2 separate regions of the Sus scrofa genome follow, and region 2 is linked to region 1. Evidence: chromatin contacts called from public Hi-C data. All regions are on one chromosome and are shown on one strand. The core of a region is the stretch at or near the end of the contact, and the rest is flanking DNA. Distances in the headings are between cores, read along the strand shown.

What was found. Hi-C and Micro-C count contacts between places; a contact is called where the count stands out from the background.
Region 2: a Hi-C map of retroperitoneal adipose tissue shows a contact between it and region 1, with 1.9 times the contacts expected there. The contact joins two enhancer-like sites. A contact is called at or near these places in 8 of 47 Hi-C or Micro-C datasets (adipose tissue, embryonic fibroblasts, epiblast stem cells and 4 more) and 1 of 2 datasets of contacts at active chromatin or transcription factors (skeletal muscle).

Annotation. Positions count from the first base shown.
Region 1 is chr1:270,798,582-270,801,467 of Sscrofa11.1, reverse strand. The region is part of intron 2 of ABL1 (tyrosine-protein kinase ABL1); the gene reads right to left. Among named protein-coding and RNA genes, the nearest start is that of ABL1, 38 kb to the right of the region's middle. Within about 2 kb of position 1,492, at least 19 of the 83 cell types and tissues checked have an H3K27ac peak or open chromatin away from gene starts, as enhancers often do. A contact at or near this core is called in adipose tissue, fetal skeletal muscle, retroperitoneal adipose tissue and 1 more, where this site is marked.
Region 2 is chr1:270,866,288-270,869,002 of Sscrofa11.1, reverse strand. The region is part of intron 2 of ABL1 (tyrosine-protein kinase ABL1); the gene reads right to left. Among named protein-coding and RNA genes, the nearest start is that of QRFP, 50 kb to the left of the region's middle. Within about 2 kb of position 1,287, at least 21 of the 83 cell types and tissues checked have an H3K27ac peak or open chromatin away from gene starts, as enhancers often do. A contact at or near this core is called in adipose tissue, fetal skeletal muscle, retroperitoneal adipose tissue and 1 more, where this site is marked.

The sequences.
Region 1 (2,886 bases), core at 243-2,742:
TCCCCGTGACAGTCTCCATACCTACTCCTGCTGACAAATGCTGTTTCCACCAAGCCGAGACCATGCCAGGACCGGGGACACGGACCAGACTATTATTCTGCCTATGCCCTATTAGATGTAGAAAACTTTCAAAAATGTCAACATTTGTTAAAACATTAAACTATGGTGTGAAAAAGAAAACAAAAAGGGCTCTCCGGGACCTCGAGACAGACCAGGAACAGGGGCTGTCGGGTGGACTGGCGGCCCCCAGCCGCAGGCTGACTGGATTCCTCCTTAGAGAGAGAAATCGATGCTGTGGGCACTGCCAGTGTGCAGGTGAACTCACTCCCTGGACACGCCTCCCAGGGGGGCGAGGTATAGACTCAGGGTGTGCAGCTAAAGGCTTTAAAACCATCTCATCTTCTGATGCCGAAATCCCACTTGGAGAAACTTATCCGAAGAAAAGAATAGAACATACAAAAAGGTGCAGGAAGAAGATCCTGGGGAAAACACTGCAAGCAACATAAGCGCTCGTGAACAGGGGATTAGCAGGATATGCCACGGCACGGCCGCATCTATCACACCCTGCCACTCGGGCTGTTTGTGCGGCTTCCTCCTCCTGCGAGAACGCTGCAGAGAAAGAGGTGAGCAGCACACAGGCGTCCCGGGCTCCTGGCTGCAGCATTATCACAACCACGCCGAAGTCTCACCGTGTACTTCTAACAACCCCTTAAGAAACCAAGAAAGGCCAGGGACCTTTTCACGAACAAAACAAACAACAACAAAAAAATACATGAACATACAAATGTCTGCATATAATTTCAGAAAGGCCTACAAAGTCCAGAGAGAAGCATATCATTCATATTTAAGGATAAAAATCACCCTGGCAAGGTAACAAATTCTAAATATGGACAGCTCTGGCCAAAAAGGAGAGGAGTGGGGGAACTTCAGACTTTGGGGTGGCTGGTTAGGCAGGCAGGCACTAAGCCCACCACTGAAGTCTACCTGTATCCTCTGAAATGATCCAATCAATCCTAACAAGGTGTCAGGAGAACAAAACACAAAATACTGACCCTACACATAACAAGCACAAGAACAGGAAATCTGTACAGACTTCCTCCAAGGTTTCTGGATACATTCGTTAAAACAAGAATCTGATCCTGCTAAAGAAACCAAATATATTGTTGAGATAAAAAAGAAAAGCAGTCAGTCCCTCTACTGGAAGAGGAACCGTTAACATGTGGAAGGTTAGCGACAGAGTTCCGTCTGAACCAGGAGGCCCCTGTTCCCGCCAGGGGTAAAGAGCAAAGCAACATAAGGAGCTCTGGGGACACACCAGGCACACAAGAACCTCACTGCGCAGGATACTGCAACCCGGAACGCTCGGCTCTGACTTTCTCCTCTCATTTCCGGATAAACTCAGCTATGTTCCCAGAGAAGACAGTCTCCCCAAAGAACACAGTGATGATGCATCCTGGCCTCTGCAGCTGGGTGTGGCCTGGTCTCTGCCCCCTCACGGCCAATCCCCTCTCCATTGGGCAGCCTGCCACTCAGGGCTTTCACATGTATTGTCCCCTGGCCTGGAATGGTCTTACTTCTCCAAAGCCTGCTCCCGGGGCCAGTCCTGGCTTAAATGTCTCCTCCTCCTGCCCTCCCTCAACCCCACTATGTTAGGTTCGTTTCCTACTTGGGCTGGCAGAGGAGGTGGTGGCAGTGGTAATGACAACACACGACCACAACCCAGATCTCTGGAGTACTCACTATGTACCTGGACTTTCCCTCACTCAGTTAACATGTGTCGTCTCATTTAACCCTCACTGTAAACTTTTTTTTGGCTGCACCCATGTCATGCAGAAGTTCCCAGACCATGGGAGCTCCCACTGTGGCTCAGCAGTAATGAATTCAACTAGTGTTCGTGAGGTTGTGGGTTCGATCCCTGGCCTCACTCAGTGGGTTGAGATTCCAGCATTGCTGTGAGCTGTGGTGTAGGTGGCAGATGCAGCTCGGATCCCACGTTGCTGGGCTGTGGTGTAGGCTGGCAGCTGTAGCTCCGATTTGACCCCTAGCCTGGGAACTTCATATGCTGCAGGTGGGACCCTAAAAAGCAAAAATTTTAAAAATTTAAAAATAAGGACGTTCCCAGACAGGGATGGATCAAACTCCTGCCATAGCAGCAACCAGAGCCACAGCATTGACATTGCTGGGTCCTTAACCTGCTGAGCCACTGGGGAACTCCTAATCCTCATTATAAACCAAAGATGTGGTACCATTATGATGCTCACCGTATGGCCTCCCCAGTGATGCCCAGCATACTTGTTTAGTTCCCTCCCTCACGGAATAGGGCTGACCTGTGTAACCAACAGGATACTGCAGAAATGACAATGTGACTTTTGCAACCAGGTCATAAAAGACATTGCGGTTTCTGCCTTGTGGTCTCTTGGGCTGCCTGCTCTGCAGACACTCAAGCAGCCTATGGAGAGGTCCATGGGGTGAGGAACTAAAGCCTCCTGCCAACAGTCAGCATCACCTAGCCAGCCCTGTGGGTGAGCCTCCGTGGAGGCAGACCCTCCCGCCCCAGTCAAACTGTCAGATGACTACAGCCCCAGCTGACATCCGGCCTGCAGTCTCAGGAAGGACCACAAGCTGGGACCAGCCAGCTAACCCACTTCTAAGTTCCTGGCCCACAGACACTGTGAGGTAATACATTTTTGTTGTTTTAAGCCACTACATTTTGAGGTGATTTGTCATGCAGAAAGAGATAACTAATGCTGATGGGAAAACTGAGACTCAGAATATAACTAGCTCACAGTCACACAACTTATAAGTGGTAGAACCAAAATTTTGGAATCCTGCTAGTCTGACCCCAGAGCTTACATTCTTAACCGTTATACCATGCAGCCTTAATTA
Region 2 (2,715 bases), core at 38-2,537, 68 kb before region 1:
ACTAGGAACCATGAGGTTGCAGGTTTGATCCCTGGCCTCACTCAGTGGCTTTGTGATATGACGTTGTCATGAGCTGTGGTGTAGGCCGGCTGTAGCTCCGATTTGACCCTTAACTTGGGAACCTCTGTATGCTGTGGGTGCGGCCCTGAAAAACAAAAAACAAACAAAAAAAGATTTAAATCTTCAAAAATGCCTCTTGGAGTTCCTGATGTGGGGCAACAGGATTGGGTGGCTTGCTTCTTTGGAGTGGTGGGATGCAGGCTCAATCCCCAGCCTGGCCCAGTGCGTTACAGATCCAGTGTTGCTGCAGCTGTGGTGTAGGCTGCAACTAGAGCTTGGATCTGATCCCTGACTCAGGAACTCCATATGCTGTGGGGTGGCCAAAAAAGAAAAAGAAAAAAAGAAGAAGAAAAAGAAAAGCCTCTCATTTCATTGAAAACTCTTTTATTTCACTAAACTGTTACTGAAGAGGTTTCCACTTACCAACAAAACTCAGGAAAAGTCAATAATTAGCCAGTTGAGTACCAAGAAGTGTGATATCTAAAAAAGGCTTCTGAATCTCTAAAAATCTATGCCTCCAACTATGAGAATAACAAACTGAAAATTCTGCAAGAACAATGTCACAGAATTCACTGGATCTGTGTGTGATTAACTTATTTGGACAGTATTCTAAGAAAACAGCTGGGGTCTTTAAAGCACAATTTAAAGGTCATTTTATACAAAAACAACCCTTTCTTAAAGCTGTGAGTCACGGATCAGCAATGCTTACAAAATATTCACCATACAGGTGAATACACACACCTGGTCTATACCCTCAGGGGCTGCTGCCCTGCTGAAGCCGTCACTGGCAAACTGGAAAAAGCAATGGAGTTCCCGTTGTGGCGCAGTGGTTAACGAATCCGACTAGGAACCATGAGGTTGCGGGTTCGATCCCTGCTTTGCTCAGTGGGTTAAGGATCCGGCCTTGCCGAGAGCTGCAGTGTGGGTCGCAGACGTGGCTTGGATCCCGCGTTGCTGTGGCTGTGGTGTAGGCCAGCGGCTACAGCTCCGATTCGACCCCTAGCCTGGGAACCTCCATATGCCGTGGGAGCGGTCCAAGAAATGGCAAAAAGAAAAACAAAAAAAAGAAAACAAACTGGAAAAGGCAAGATGCAACCTCAGGCCAGAGGGGAGCAGAGGGGAGGCTTCACTCCAGGAAAAACATCCCTGGGAAGGGTCCCACCTTCCTGTTGGCGCTTGTGCCCAAGGTCACAGTGCCCTCTAGAGTGCGGAGCAGCCAGCCATGCAGCCAGCAGTCATTACTGGCAGTCATCACTGTCCACCAGGCTCTCGGGAGACAGCTGGGGGGCGGGAGGTAGGGGGCAGTGCAAGAGACGTGCTTGTCACACATGATCGACAGTCCCTTTACTTTTGCTCACATTTGGTTATTTAAACCCTTGTTGCTTTATTCGTATTTCCTTTGCGGGCCCTTTACTATTATCCTCTAGTTCGAGGAATCTCTGCAATTTAAAAATCTATAAAACAGATCCTTCGAAAAAGAGGGAAGGCTTCGTGTTTTATTTCGTGCTCCGATCCAACCGATGAGATCATGCTCAGACTATTCTCAAGGCGGTTTATAACAGCCTAATACAACTTTTTATAATATGAGCTTAGAGGAAAAGTATTATTTCCCACAATTTGAACTTGATGAAAGTCATTTTATCTACATTCTGCACAGCCCTTTATTTTGTAATCTACACCCAGAGCAGTTAAAACTATGCACACACACAAGTTTAGCTGAACACAGCTCTGGCATTAACTTCTCACAATGAACGGAATGTTCCCAGAACCCCAAACCATGGTGTCAGCTGCTGGGGAGCAGGGGTAGGGCGACATGGCAGTGGTGCAAGGAGGCATCGTCACACAGCCTCTGTGCCTTGTGGGGAAAAAAAGCCATTAATGAAAATGCACATGCCCTCCGAGCAAAACTCTAGCGGAAGACAAGTGCTGTCCCATGGATGGATTTATAAGGACAGAGACACGGAGCGGAGGGAGCTCGGAAGGGTGAGGGAGGAGGTGGACCCCAAACAAGACGTGCCTGGAAAGGGATGCAGGAGCAGCACAGGGATCCAAGGCCAGCCTGAGACATCAGGGTCTTTATCTGTGCCACGCTGTGGACCCTCTGGTGACGCCTGGGGACCTCTCCTCAGGATAAAGCTTGTAAATGCATCAGGTAAATACTGAGCATTGCAAAGAAAACAACTGGATTGGAACAGCCCTCAAAACATTTTAAAAAATTAGTTTGTGATACAGTGCTTCTTCATTAATGCATTAACTACATACATACGCCTCTTTATTAACACACCGAGTGACAAGCTCCAGCAGAAGCTGCTGTCATTTCAAAGCCGTGATGAGTGCAATAATCACAACCACTATGGCCTGAAGACACCTGATTTCTACGGCGACACAGTCGCAAGTACTGCTAATATTACTGTGGTTGGTGTCCTACCTTCTTTAAAAAATAAAATACTAATTTTCTGTTAGCAGTCGGTGAAATGAAGTTTTCCTGCTTTTCTACCCAAGGACATGGAGCCTCTGAATTCCATCCCAGACCCCAAGCGCCTTCCAAGCTCACGCCTCCGACCCTACAGGTTTGGCGCAGTAGAACACCAGTCATCTGACAGTGAGAAGGGACCAGAAAGGGGGCTGCCATAAACAAGTGTAAAGTCCAAGTTA